Regions from separate parts of the Astyanax mexicanus genome. Here region 1 is linked to region 2. The links are chromatin contacts, called in public Hi-C maps. All regions are on one chromosome and are shown on one strand. The core of a region is the stretch at or near the end of the contact, and the rest is flanking DNA. Distances in the headings are between cores, read along the strand shown. Region 1 overlaps elmo1 (engulfment and cell motility 1 (ced-12 homolog, C. elegans)). Region 2 holds the start of elmo1 (engulfment and cell motility 1 (ced-12 homolog, C. elegans)).

Region 1 (7,720 bases), core at 1,528-4,027, 48 kb after region 2:
TTGTTTTAGACTTTTTCAACCTGGTCACTTCATGTGGCTAGTATCTGAATTGCATATTTTTATATATCTGGATTTTAAGATCTTATTCTCATACATTTACACTTAGAAGCCCAAACTATCTTTATACCTAAATCAGACTGTTGTTGGGAACAAAATAGGCAAATGTGTTTGCTGTGCATCAATCATCACAAGAGTTTTTGTTGTACTGAGCAGAGTTTTGGTGTTGGGCTTTGGGTGTTAACTGTGTCTTTGGGAGATGGATGTGTTTAGACTGTAACACGTGGCTCAAATGTGTCTCAGACCTCCTGAAGTGGTTTCAGATTTGTATCTGGCTTTAAACACCTTCAATCCTAATGCTCAAGATGCATTAGCTGACCAGGTGTAAACTGGGTCTTTGACAGGATCTGACAGTTGACCTCTTTATCAAAATAACATTCTGAATGGACCTCAAATGTTCTCAAATCATTTAGGAAAAAAATATCATCATGACTTTTCATGATTTTTTTTAAGTTACCATTTTTGAGACACAGTTATTGTTTGACAGCAACAATATATTAAACTTGCTTCTGTGTTTGTGCTGCCCTCAGAGTAGCAGAGAGAAATGTAGATTTTTATTCCTCCATTATTATGTTAATGTACTGTTTACCATTTAAATTTTCCATTTCTGTTCTCCACAGAAAAAGCCACTCTCTGCTATCATTAAAGAAGTCTGCGATGGGTAAGGAATTGAATTTACAATCTTTAAAAAAAAATTCTGCTTTTGCTCCACTAGTTTTGCACAGTCCATAACAGCACACATCAGTGCAAATCAATGTGCAATCACTTAAACTGCAACTGCGTTGTGTCCTCAATCTCCGCTCTCCAGGTGGCAGCTGCCGAACCATGAAACCTATGCTCTGCAGAATGCTGACTCCACTAACTTCTACATCACAGAAAAGGTTTGGTGACAAATACACGTTTCCCAGAACTGGCTGCTTTGTTAAAGTGAAGATTTATTCTGTAAGAGAAGCTCTATCTAAATAACAATTCCTCTCCACAGAACCGCAACAACATCAAAAACGGCTCTATCCTGCGGCTGACCACATCTCCTGTAAGTAGCGGATTTGCAGCTCTTTTTGAATTCTGTCTCAGGTGGTGTTTATGAGAGCAGTGTCAGCCTGAGAGACCTGTCTTTATCCCTGTTCGCACCACCCATTCCTGCTCCGCTCCACTAATCCCCCAGATGTGATGGGGTTGCTGATAGGTTAGGCCGCTGAAGCTTCCTAAAGTGTCAGCAGGTGCGAGGGACCCTTGCGTGACGGTTTCGAGACGGAAGCTTCGGCCAGCTGCAGCTTTTCTCACTCGGTCGCTTTGCTGGCAGCCGAGCAACGAAAAGCTTTGAGGATTCAGTGTGTGCCAGCCCTTTGTTGGGGTTGGCGCTTCATTATGAAATGTATCTCTGTGCTGAAATGCATGTGCTGTTAGAGGTGCAGAGAGAAATATAGGATGAAAATGCTTGCCTTGCACGAAACATTAGGCAGAAATGGTCAGTAGAAGAGACACTGCCATTAAAATCTGAAATTATGTCAGTAGTTAGCTATTCTGCTTTTAACTCAATTTTGGATCATAGCTATAAGGATTTAATTGCGTTCATTGATTAGTGTTTATAAGTGGGGTCACCTCATCCCCAGCTCCCCAGCCATCTCATCTCAAACATATTGGATGGATACTTTATACACCTCTAGCCCACATCTGGCATTAGGCATGGTGCCAATAGGATTTAGTTGTCAATAGGTTGATCTGCTCTAGAGAGTCTTATTGTTTTGATAATGCTTACCTTCAGGGACTAGACAAGCTGTGTGTGTGCATTTGCACATCTGTGTCAGCAATGGGTTCAGCTTAAAAATATCTGAATGCACCCATTTAAAGTATAATGGGTTGCCCACAAACATTTGGACATATAGTATATCGTCGCTGTCCAATGAAAAACAAGCATCTCCAAAACAGCAACTTTACAGACAGAAAAAACTTCCAATCTTTCAATGGAAGTCTATGTAAAAAGAGTTTACTTCAGGTATTTTTAAAGTATTTCTATTGGTCCGTTCATCAAGAAATCTTGGCACAGTATAAGGGACAGTTTGTCTGTTCAAATTATACAGTAAACTTTAAAATAAAAAAAACATGACATCAGATCAGGAGATCATAGTGGTTCTTTGAGCGATGCCATAGAAGAACCACTTTTGGTTCCATAAAGAACCAATTATGTTTATGGTAGGAATGTGTGAGTGTGAAGATTCTTTTGAGATTCTTTAGCTCCCTAAAAGGTCAATTTCTTTTACAAATATGGCTTTGTGTGGAATAAAATGCTATTTTTCTATGGAATCGCTCAGAGAACCATTTACAGCTCCTTCAGAGAACTTCATTCATAGCATTGGACGCACTTAAAATATATTAATTATTCTGTAGGATGAGTTTCCCATTAACTGTTTGAAATCAGTGAAGATGTGCAGGACTGGCTCATTATAGAATAATTGTATGTATTCACCCAGGACTCATTTGGTTTTGTACATTTGAATGCTAGTACATGAATAATAACCTGAAAATACTAAAAAATACTGAACACAAAATATTTCAATTAAATGGCCCCTCTCATTAGTATGAAACCCATTAGCCATTAGTCATTCATCCTGTTAATGACCCCTCTCTATGTATGTGCGAATGTGTGTGTGACCCATGTTTGTCTACCCTTCTTGGCTGTGCTCCCAGGCCCAGATGGCACAGCAGCTGTACGAGCGCGTCCAGTCATCCAGTCTGGACGTGAAGCTGGACGGTTTGAAGGAGCTGGCCAATTCCTCCAGAGACGTTACCTTCGCCCAAGAGTTCATTAACCTGGACGGCATTACTCTGCTCACTCAGATGGTGGAGAGCGGCACAGAGTAAGTCAAGTTTCTGCTGTCTTGCTTTTTTTCTGAAGTCATGCTCTACTTCACATCCTCCTCTTTGCCCCGCCCTTCCATTCTCAGGTGTGCCCACACAGGTGGACTCGAGCTATAGGGGCACACTGTTAGTTGCTAAGGCCCACTGACTTGCACTGTTAGAAAAGACAATCATATTCACCATATTTACTTGTGCTAGGCACAGATGGAATTTGGCCTCCACCTTTAACCCATCTATGCAGTTAACACACACACACATACTAGTGAGCACACATACACAGTGATGGATAAAATCCTTGCTCATGGACCTAAAAGTGGCATCTTGCCAAACCCAGGACCCAGTCTTTGAGAGCCCAGTGCTCTGACCGCTGGTCCACCATAGCCCGATAAGCTCACAACAGCAGAGAAAGGGTTAACTTGCTCTTATAGCCTTTAACACTAAGGCACTGCAACTGTACCACACTTTTACCTTATGAACTCGAGTCTCGTCTATGTATACATCGTCGTTCTTTAAAATAAGTCGGTGCTGCTGAGTCACCCTTTAACGGCGGCCTCAGCCTTACCTGATCTGCTACTCGTGTAGAATCTTAACTATGTGGAAAAAGGTTTTGAGGGCAGCGGTTAGTTTACATTGCGAGCACTCAGGTTAAATAAAGCTACTTCAGTATTCCACCCTCTTTGTCTTCCTCATCTTTGTGTGTATAAATGTGTGTGTTTGTGTGTGTGTGGGATGCAGTGTAGCTTGGCCGAGGGGGTTGTCCCAGTTGAAGGTTAAAGCGTGGCTAGACTATCTGCTGAGGTGGAGCTTTTTGCAGTGCTTGTTCTGACGGCAGCCCCATGGGGAGCCTGTACTCAGCCAACAGACTGCAACACTGCCTCAGAGAGAAAGGGAGGGGACAGAAAGGGTTGAGATGGAAAGAGACCAAGAGAGAGATTGAGTGATTGTGTTCTAGAGAACATCAGGATCCAACTGATATGACTGTTATCCAAAAAAAAAAAAAAGATATAATTCAATAAACAAATTAGCAAAGGTGCCATACCCCCTTACACAGCATGAAAGATATGTTTATTATCCAAACAATTTCCCACCTCAGGAGTAAAATTCTTACTAATATCCTTTATATACAGATGAAAGTCATATTCCCAATAGAACATGAAGGGGTGGTAAAATTCATCTTAAGAAGGCAGCTTATGGTGTTCATTCTTATTATTCATATTATAAAATTGTTTAAAAATAACAAATAAATGGTGGATTAAATTTGACAACAAATAAACAATGTTAAAGAATGTCAGAATTGCCTTTCCTGTAATTTAAAGCAAATTATCACATTATTTATAGGCTAAACAAGTTGTTGTGACAGGATGCTAATTCAAACTAGGAAATACACTCAAACATACCTAACAGTTGTACAGAAAATATTTTTTAAAAAATGAGTGTATCTGTAAATACTGACAGATATAGAACCCTGACCATTTAAAATAAATAAAGAGATGTTGCAATGATCTATGTCTGTTGAAATGTTCAATACCGAAATGTCAAAATGATTAAATACTAAGAAAATTATATATATATAAAAAAAATCTTACTCTTTTAGAAATAGATTTGTCTTGTATAAAAATAGCTCATCAAACACTGTAGCACGCATTTTGTTGCATTACTTATCTAGACATTTTGGCAACCATAGCTGAAGTTAAGAAGCTACATTGATTAGTGAAAGAATTGTTTATTGTAAAGAGATTTAGATTAATGTAAATAATTCAAGACAGTTTATTAATGCCGTATCGGGGGGAATTTCACCCATGCCAGTAAATTTGTTAAACTCTGTGTCAGACCGGTTTATCAGACAGATGATATATTGATTGAGTCCTACTAGAAGAGGAAGTAGTGAGAGTGAACTGACAAAGAATGAGGAGAGAATGCTGGGTGAGGAATGAGAGAACAAAGGATGAGATTGAGGGGAAAAAAGAGAGATAGCTGTGTGTTCAGGGGGGGAGAGAGAAGCCGAAAGGGAGAGCGAGGACATATCTCTGCTATTACACTCCAGCTTTCCCACCCACTGAGGGCAGCTTTGAATGGTAATGAATGGCCAAGGGGTCCCCACTATCTGTCCTCCAGGCAGGTCAGCCTCAGGACAGCGTCAGACCACTCAGCCTGGCCTCCGGGGGGTTCTAGCCTAATTATTCCTCCCCCAGTCAGGCAGTGAAGAGCTGGATAAATATGGGCTTTTTTACTTAGGGCTCGCAGGCAAATCAGATAGATGGTCGATTTGTTCTAGTCTGATGCCGCAGCAGAGAAGGGGGAGATGTTTATCTAATGTATGGTATTTATAACTCGTTCTACAGAGTGTTAAATGCACTCTTTTAAGGAAAAAGTATCCAGCCATCACTGGGGTAGTACCCTCACGATTAAGTCTTCAGTAACTGTAAATCTGTAGCCGAATATAATTGGAATGTTAAATCAGTGAACAGTACTGTGCAGATATTTTAGGCACCAAAGCAGATTATGTAAGACATTTGTTCTAATCAAGAAGAGTCGTAACAGGTGCAAGTAAGGATAGGATAAAAAGTACTATATTTAAATACATTTTTACTATACACCATGTCAATTACAATCTTTTGAGACACAGGCAAAATGCAAAAGTATTGTTAGATTTTTACAAACGATATCCTCAGAATGTGCAGGAATTGTGTATTATAATAACAATGTATCACAATACGCTAGATCTGCAACAATAAGTATATATAATCGACAATGTTGATTATTTCTATTTGTCAACTACAAATTTCATTGTCAACTTATTGTTCATTCGTAACAGTACCATATTTCACAAAACGCTGGGGACAGAAACGTAATGGGAGTTGGGTAAATGTACCCAAACACAACAGATGACACATCTACTCACTAAATATCAGTACCTTCTACATTTAAACTACACTTTTTTTTTGTTTTTTTTTTAGAGGTGGAGGACATGGCAAAAATAATCATTGACCAATCGACTAATCGAAAAAATAATCATCAGATTAGTCGACTAACAAAATAATTCAGTTTCAGACCTACAATACATTAATAATTGTCATATTGCCCATCCTTAGATGCATGTAAACATAAATACAGTAAAAAGTAGCACATATTTCTAGCTAGTTTGAGGAACAAAAACGGCTTGGTTCCACATTTCTCCATAGATACCCACAGCCAGCACATGGATGTATCTGATTTATTATCATTTAAGCACTGATGTTGGATAATAATTATTAATAATACTAGACTCCAGTGAGAAGAGATTGAGTTGGAGATGTTTTAAAGAATGTAAATGATGTAAAATCAAAACTTTTTGTTGCAATTCTAAATATATTAATTCTGATTGGTGTTTTACTGGGCAGATGAACACAAAGGGGCAGTTTCCCAGACAGAATAAGCCTATTATTGGACTACACAACACTTTGTATGGATTTTTTCCATTGAAAAGAAAGTATACTCTATTTAAACAGACATTAAGCCTAGTCATAAATACCTTTTTCATTCTAATATTCATAGATTCTTAAAATTCTTGCACTGTGTCTGTGCGATTTTTAAATATATAGCACTGACTTACAGCTGATTGAGCATGTCTGAATGAATTACAAGTTTGCTTTAGTGGTCTTATATTCGATATGATGTCACTCTCGTAGAGATTCTTTACATTTGTTATAAAATGTAATTAATTTAATAATGAATGGACCAACAAAAATATTATACTTCCAAAGCTGACTTTGGAATAAATTTGTTTTATATTAAAACTTCTATGAAAAGTTGAACATTTTTTTCCTTTGCAAAGTTGCAATTTTGGAGCTATAACATTTTTGTGTGACAGTGACAATATGAATGAATGCTGTCCTTCTCTATAGCTTCTGTTAGGACAATGTGTTCTTTCATTGTTATAATCGTAACTACTGGGGAACTGAGTGAGGTTGGTTGTAGTCCAGAGTAGTTTGGTACTTTCCTTGTCCTAACACAGCATCTAAATCAGGACTGCTCAGTCTTGGTCTTAGAGATAGACTCCAACCCTTATCTAACACAGCTGATTCAGGTGATTAAGACATTATATCAGAGGTCTCTGTATATTAGAGCCAGTTTTAATTTTTAGTCTGATCTAAACTTAGCGATGAGCTAATGGTTTGAATCAGTAGTGTTTGAGCAGGAAAATGACCAAAAAATGGGGGAATCCAGTTTTAAGTATTATTGTAATCTTGGAAAAAATGACGATTTCCTATTTGTTTAAGTTGGAACTTTAGATTTTAGTGCTTGGAAAAATCAAGAAATAGGTTTACATTAAAACCTTTTCTCCAGCTGTTATTTAAACACACTGCAATATGTATTAACATATCCCTTGTGTTTCTTCAGTCTCCCATCTTTATTGCCATGTATGGTTAAATCCAGCTAGGAAAGAGGCTCTTTGTCTTACTTCAGTGTTTTAACATCATTATTTTGACATCATCCTCCGTCCCCCACAGTGGTTCCCAGTGGAAGTGTTTCCACATCACTGTGAATAGTTGTAGTGGCCTTGCTATTGGTTTCTATGGGCACGCCATACATAAAGCAGCTCTGTGTCAACAGCTCCTGACCTCAAAGAGCTTGTGTGTGGGTTTCTGTGCAGTCCTTTCATACTGAAAGGCACCAAGGCATGCATGCACACACACACACAAACACACACACACACACACATGCCGAGGCTCAAATTCTTGCCACAGATTCCAGCGCAGTACTGACCATACTGTAATTATTAAGGAGACTAAGGCATGACGGCACTCCCGAGGGCACCGAAACC
Region 2 (7,302 bases), core at 1,872-4,371:
TACTTTACAACGTGTACTGCCCGGCTAAGTGCAGTTCAGCCACTGACCTAGTCTTAAAATGCGAAAATCCATCGGAGATCCTATGTAAACACACAGAGGTGGGTAGTCTAGGTCCAGAAAGTAAAAATTGGATTTTTACTTTTAACTAGTGTGAACAGAACTGGTTTAAACATACACCTTCCTATCTTAATTGTACTTACGATGTGTTATTTGCACAAACAACACAGGAACAAACTGCCAAGCTGTTCCTAACACTGTTAGCTCCTGTCTGACGAGATGTGCCTGGCTGTGTGTGTTTTTTTTTTTGAGTGAAAGGTGGATTTTAGCGGAAGGCCATTTTAAGATGGGAAAAAAACACCCTCTAGAGTTTTGGAGCATTGCTGTGAAGATTTGGTTGCATTCAGTGACATGAGCATAAAATCCAAAAATATTGGATTTTATTCTAGGAGAGTAGTTCATGAATGTGGAGAATTTTCCTTTTAGTAATTTTACCATTATCATTATTGCATTTTATCTGTAATGTATGATCATTAGCCATTTTATAATTGACTGTCACTTTTGTTTAAAATAGTACATTCTACTGTATGCACAATGTCTGGAGTCTACAGGGGCGGAGGGATATTGTAATAAAAATCCCCACTGTAATACAAAAAATCCCTTGCTGCACCAGTGGTGACAAAACAGGAGAAAATCTTTTATTTAAATTTACTTTAGTATTGCTCATGGAGCCCAGTGTTCTTCTGCATGTCATCATGACATAATCACACCCACTTATGAGTGCGTAGAGAGGTTAGTGTTTTAATCATTAACCTCCCAACTGTATATGAAGATATGAGGCAGAAAACGCTCAGCTTAGAAATCTAGCCTCCTGTAGCAGTCTGGGGCGTGTGTGTGCTGTTTCGTGCAGAGTTTAGCACAGCACTCCAGAAATAAAAGAGCATGTTGGCTGTGCTCCGCCTTAATTAGACGCTACTTAAATACATATGAGCAGTATTAAAAAAAAGAAAGCCAGCAGACACATCCACTGCATATCATATGCGGCCTGTTGGCCTGTTTAACAAAGGCCTTGGGATACATTTTATTGGAATTTAGAATAATTTGTTGGCTTGGTGTAATTGCTGACCTTAAGCAAGTGTGTATATGTGTGTGTAGTACTAATAGTCTCCTGTGGTTCCTCTGCTTTCCCTCATTTTTTTCCATGGTAGCCCACCATCTCTGTGGCGATTTGCCCTGAGGCATTAGATAAATCAGCGGCATTAGGGCCCTGTGTGTGTACTCTTTTATCTGACTGCCGACATCAATCTCCTCGATGAGTCTTCTTAACTGGCACCTACCCCTGTGTTCCTCAGCCAGAGCCAGACCAGACACTCCTTATCGAATCACTTGTGTTATAGGAGCGAGGGTTTATGTTCATTGGTAAGATTTGGTACAGCTTTAAAAGGCCCTCCAGCACCACAATAACGGGAAGTACTACAGTGTATTATTGAAGTATATTTCAAAAGCAATCTCTCTGCCCAACAGTATGTAACATAGAGGGAATAAAAGCATTCTGAGCATTATAAATCTAAAAATGTATTATATTTCGCACACAAAAGTAGCAGTTTCCTATAAATCATCTTACCAAATGTCATGTTCTGTGACTACTGCATTGCCCACTGTGGTGGTAATTCCTTCAGGTATAACATGTGACACTGTAGATCAAGAAATAGAATTCCCCATCCATTTGGCACCCACTATCATACCTCACTCAATTTGCTGTGAACATGCTGGCCAGTGTTCAAACTTAAGAAAACACAGGTGTACAGGTGTGGGCATCCCCAAGCTGTCTTCTAAGGTTACACTTAATGATCATTTTCTAATGCTGCTGTCCCATGACTTTTGGCATGTTTTTAAAGTTGCCATGATTAAGGCTATCCACATATCTAATAATATTTCCGTTCAGACTGTTTAACAAAGAGAAAGAAGTGGAAGAAGATAATGAAATAGTTTTAATTAAAAGAAAGCAGTGAAATCTAGGGCTTCTTTGGTATTAATAATTAATTGTGATGAAAATAATAAATTATTAAACCTATTTAAAGCTGAGTGTTAAACTGGGAATGGCCTGATTTAGATGTATTGCATTAGTGGCAAGTGTACATGATCAGTGTCTTTAAATGGGAAAATAATATTCTGGTTCAACTAAATTTATTTGTGGGAAAATTTAAATTGAAACAAAAATGAGAAAACATTGCATGTTTAGCTTAAGAATCCTACTAATAATACTGTTAAATAAAGTCTTAAAATAATCAAATTAAGTCTATAAATAAGATACTAATGGATAGAACATGGATAGACATAGATGCATGCTTAATAACTGCATGGTAATTTATTTATTTTTTACCATCACTGACAACAATTTACTTTGTCTTTTACCACCAAATATGTTATAAATATATACTGTTATGAGGGCACCTATAAGGCACATTTTCTTCTCTCCACCATGAGGAAGCTTCCCCTCATTCTATCAAATGTGATTACACCCTTAACAGCAGAACATCACATTTAATCTACAGGTGGAGCACGTCTTATTAGAGGGGAACCTAACTGGATCCTTAGCCGGCATAAAACATTATTTTTACCCACAAGAGGAGCAGTTACTCTTGCCACTCACCGATATCTAATATTGGAATATGTAATATGCCACAGTCAGTGATGGCCATGTCATGTCATCTGCTGGTGCTTGTTTTTAATTGGCTGTAAGAATGAAACGTAATGAAACGTTTAAAATAGATTACTCTATGTGTATTTTATATCTATATTAAATATGAGTTTCACATTTTGAACTGAATTACTGAAATAGAGTAACTTTTCAATTATATTCTCATTTTTTGAGATGCACTAGTATATTTGTACATATAGTCCACATCTATGTCCATGTGATGCAGAGGTGTAGCTGTGGTGTGGTGTGTTTGTGTACGCCGGGCTGGGCTGGGTTTAGTGAAGCCATGAGTGAGAGGGCGTGGCCAGCGCTCAGGGTTTCTGCGCTCTGATTGGTCCGTGCGCCGCCTCGCGCTGTAAGCGGAGGGAAGCAGGCAGCAGAGGGAGGAGGCGGAGGTGGAGGAAGTGAAAACAGCAGCAGTGTGTGTGAGTGTGTGTCCGCGCTCTGAACCAAACACACACGCACACACACTCAGAGAAACAGAGGAACAGCGGAAAGGAGACGGAGAGCGCGCTGATACTGCCCTCAACTCCCTACAGCAGCAGCAGCCCTGCGGAGGAGCCTCGCCGCCTCAGGTCAGTGTAACGGCTTGGTGTTGAGACAGCAGCGGCGGGGGTAAACACAGCCGGCGGCCGGTCCGGGCTTCACTTTCCCGGGCGGCGGGGTGAGCAGTTCCCCGCTGGGCTGCGGAGGACAGCTGGCCGGCGCGGCACCCCTAGCTGCTATACCATACGTGTGGTTATAGGAGTGGACATAAACAGACGAGAGATGGAGAAAGAGAGAGAGAGAGAGAGAGAGGGAAGGAGGGAGGAAGGGTGGGAAGAGGTTAAAGGGGTGAGAAAAGAGTGAGAGAGAGAGAGAAAGAGAGAGAAGGGTGGCTCCTAATTACCTAGTTTTTGTATCTCTCTCTATATCATAGGCTACTTTAACTTGTGTCTATAATTGTATTGTTATTATTATGAGGCTTATATTACGGTTATATAAAGGTTAACATTGCTTTATTGAAAGCAGAGTAGTTACATCAGTTAACTAGATTTATTTATTTAGTTGGCTCCCCCAAAACAAGACCCACTAACCAACTTTCTAAAGCAAGTGTAACGTTAAGATAAAAGAGATGTTGGATAAACAGCAGGGTTTGTTGTGCAAACAACACAAAAAGTGGAAGTTTGAATGTTCAAACTGTGTGTTGTGTATACTGTCATCTATGCAGAGGGCTGTGTGACTTCAGAGTGGATCATTTGGATATACTGTGTTATTTTAGCATGTTTCTTGTTTATTTTTCTAAATAATGTCAGTTTTATTATGCAACTAACCATCTATAGGATATTTCCCCATTTTAAAACTTACCTTATTTTTATGTATTTATTTATCTTTAATATAATGTTACACTACATATCTACATCCCACCGGCTCATAAATAAAAAAATATGTATATGTGCAATAATATGTTAAGAAGTATATTTAGCTGTTTATATTCTTACTCTATTCTTACATTCTTGTTGTAAGCTTACTTATTGTAAGCTTTTTTATTTGTTGGCAACATTTTGTAGATGATAAAGCAGTGATGATTCAGCTTGTTATAGTTCACTCTTGTTTTGTTTATAGATTTTTTTGTAATAGTGTTTTTGCAACAGCTGATTCTCATCAGCATTATGGTTATGGTTCACATAAGGACCAGCATCCAATGTCCTGACTAAACAGGATGCTTTATAATAGGAAGTTAGGTCTTGCAGGTAGTTAGGAGCAGACAGGTGTAGGTGCCTAGCATAATTTAATAATTAGTATGGAATGCAGTGCTGATAGAACTCGAACCTGACTGCAGTGTTTTGTACTAGATTTTTCCCCACATCGTGCAGGGGTGTTTCTGTCTAAATACAGTAATACTTATGATTGATATATTAATCTTTTAGAACATCATGTAATATTTCTGTAGTTCTTTTTCATTCACTAAAAGTTCAGTGCACCAGATGTTTCACGATGTTTTCTTTCTTTTGTTTCATAATCAGCATCCACTCCTCTTCATTATATGAGATAATGGCTTGACAACATTGGACAAGATTTTGTCTCTTAGCAGCAACGGTCGCCTTCTTTCATCCTCAAGTAGTTGAGTCACTTGTTGGGCTTCAGGCTATGGTGACATCAGTGGCTTCGCCCAGTAAACTCTCCATGAGCTCTTGTCCATGTAATACAGACTGGCCTGCACAGATGTGTCTGAACAGAGCAGTCCAGAAGCACACATATCACATTGTTGGGTCAGTCCTAATTAAAGCACAGAGGAGTCAATGCTTAATGGATGGCTTTAGTCATTGTTGTAATAGCAGTGGACTCTCACATTCATATGTGACTAATGTGTGGTGTCCATGGTACAACTGCTTATTTGATGGCTATCTCTGTTATTATAAAAACAGCTGATGATGGCGAGTAGTGCAGTATGTACATATGGCTCATATGTGTCAGAGCTGGTTGCTATATTGGGCATCACTTTGCATGTGGTTGGTTTGTCCAGTGTCGGGTGACTTCTGGAAGGATTTTTCCATGTTGAGTTTACAGAGAAACAAAGAACATGTGATATACACTTATTAACAATAAACCTAGCGCACCAAGAATGAGTGGTTGGAATCAAATTAATTGTTATATGTAAATGTTAAGGTAATATTTGTAAGAAAAACATTAAACAATTAAATACACATTTAAATAGAGACTTTAGTACCTTATTGGGCTGCCTCTAGCCTGAATACAAAAAAGTATGGTTGGGCATAAAGGCAAATATATTCTGTATGGCATCCTGAGGCACATTTTCCTATCAAAGTTGTAGCTTGTCTTGTAGATCATGCATGCTGTAGGTTGCCAAAACTGGTATTTTGTGTTTGGTTGAGCCTTATCAAGCTGTAATGGCAGGCAATTTGTTGAGATGACCATTCTGCTGTTCTTAGACAAAAGATATTCCTTCTCTGTCGACTGGGCAAAATAATTAGCCATAAGCAGCCATTTAGTGTTTTTAGCAGTAAGGAAAGTATGTGGTCCTAAACTGTAATCATTTACATAACTGTATGTCAAGATTTGCAGGATTGTGGGCTGCGTTATTTTGTCAGTGAGTGTAGAAGGGTCATTATAATTCATTGGTACGTTCTCCAATCACTGGTTTTCTTACTTTAGATTTTGAGGTGTGGAGAAATTTTACAGTGTGTGTGTCTGTGTGTGACCGTGTAAGACATCAGCAGAGGCTATGTGAGTATTTTTTTCCCCGAAAGAGCAGCTAAAGTTTTCAACCGTAAATGTGAGAAGTAGCTCATTTGAATTTACCGCATGTCTGACATGGATATAAATTTCCTTCTGCAGTTCCCAGTCTCTCACCTTCCTTCCACTGCCAATTTACGATCAGTTTGAAACTGCTTCTGGATCTCACTTCACTCTCACCACCCCACCCAACTCATATTCAAACTCTTTAAGGGAGCCGTTGCTTTGTAAATTGCTGCTGTGCTGATGGGTTCCTCCCTGGCCTGCCTTATCTCTCCCTCTTAATGCTGAGCCCCCTGGAATAGTCCTTACTAGCACTGTTTGTGGGGGAAAAAACTTTATTGTTGCTTTAGACAATTTACTCACATGCACTGAAAATGCTGTAGTTGCTCACAGGGTTTTCTGGGGCTTGTCGACACTATCATATGGCAAGTGGAGCAACACCCCTCCTCCAACCGTCCATAGTTTGCAGAGTTTGATTCATTTGCATCCCAGTTGAGATGAATCTTGCCATGCATGTAATTATCGCCTGTGGTCTTTGATTAATTACAGAAGATGATAGGTGCAAATGGAGGTGTCAGAGTCGCAGCGTTGAAAGTCATACAAAAATAAGACAGGTTTTACTAATATTAGGGTAATTCAAGCCCTCATAATCAACATTTTTCAATCTTACAACTAGAGATGGACTAATTACTGATTATAGCCTATTAGCTTAAGTGCTGATCACTGGTACCATTTAAGGATGTGACTGGACCACATAAACCGTACCAAGCAAACTTGGAAATGCCTGAATACATCATTGTGTGGTGCTTCTGTAATGTCCTTAATATTAAATATGCTTTTCTTATTGGAATCAACTCAGTTTAAGGTGCTGTTAAAATCTGCTGTGTTCTGATGCTGACTGTACTGGGCTGATGTACTCTTGACAGAGGGATCTGTTAGTAGTGTTAAAAGTCTTTACTCTTCTTCTACCATGAGGCAAGGTTGTTGTACACATTCTGTCAGTTTGTGATTTTGAAAATTTATCCAATTTTCTTTTTTATTGACCTTTCGTTTGTAGAGTTGTGTACCTTACACAAGGACTCTTCTTACTGGATTGGCATAGTGTGAAATTGAACCCTGTCTTTTGAGACATTATGAGAAATCAGCATTGTTCTCCACTACACTGCTCCACCAAGCTTTGTAAGAGTTGTAAACATTTTCATCTTTTCTTATGATAACTAAGCAGCCCGTTTAGTTACTTTGTGTTTAAGACACACAATATATGTATATGGCCTATATTATTTCAGAATGGGTGCCCTTATAATTTCAGCATCAGTGGCTGTTTTGTGTGTTGTCGTTTCCATATTTAGACTGTATTTACATAG

What was found. Hi-C and Micro-C count contacts between places; a contact is called where the count stands out from the background.
Region 1: a Hi-C map of muscle shows a contact between it and region 2, with 14 times the contacts expected there. The contact joins the enhancer-like site here to the promoter of elmo1 in region 2. A contact is called at or near these places in 2 of 3 Hi-C or Micro-C datasets (both in muscle).

The regions. Positions count from the first base shown.
Region 1 is chr3:47,991,619-47,999,338 of AstMex3_surface, forward strand. It overlaps elmo1 (engulfment and cell motility 1 (ced-12 homolog, C. elegans)), which reads left to right. Exons shown (of 21, transcript XM_022683223.2): 3 at 678-718; 4 at 866-938; 5 at 1,040-1,090; 6 at 2,746-2,915. Among protein-coding and RNA genes, the nearest start is that of elmo1, 49 kb to the left of the region's middle. Within about 2 kb of position 2,778, the one cell type or tissue checked has an H3K27ac peak away from gene starts, as active enhancers do.
Region 2 is chr3:47,943,666-47,950,967 of AstMex3_surface, forward strand. elmo1 (engulfment and cell motility 1 (ced-12 homolog, C. elegans)) reads left to right here and starts at 3,122. Exons shown (of 21, transcript XM_022683223.2): 1 at 3,122-3,273.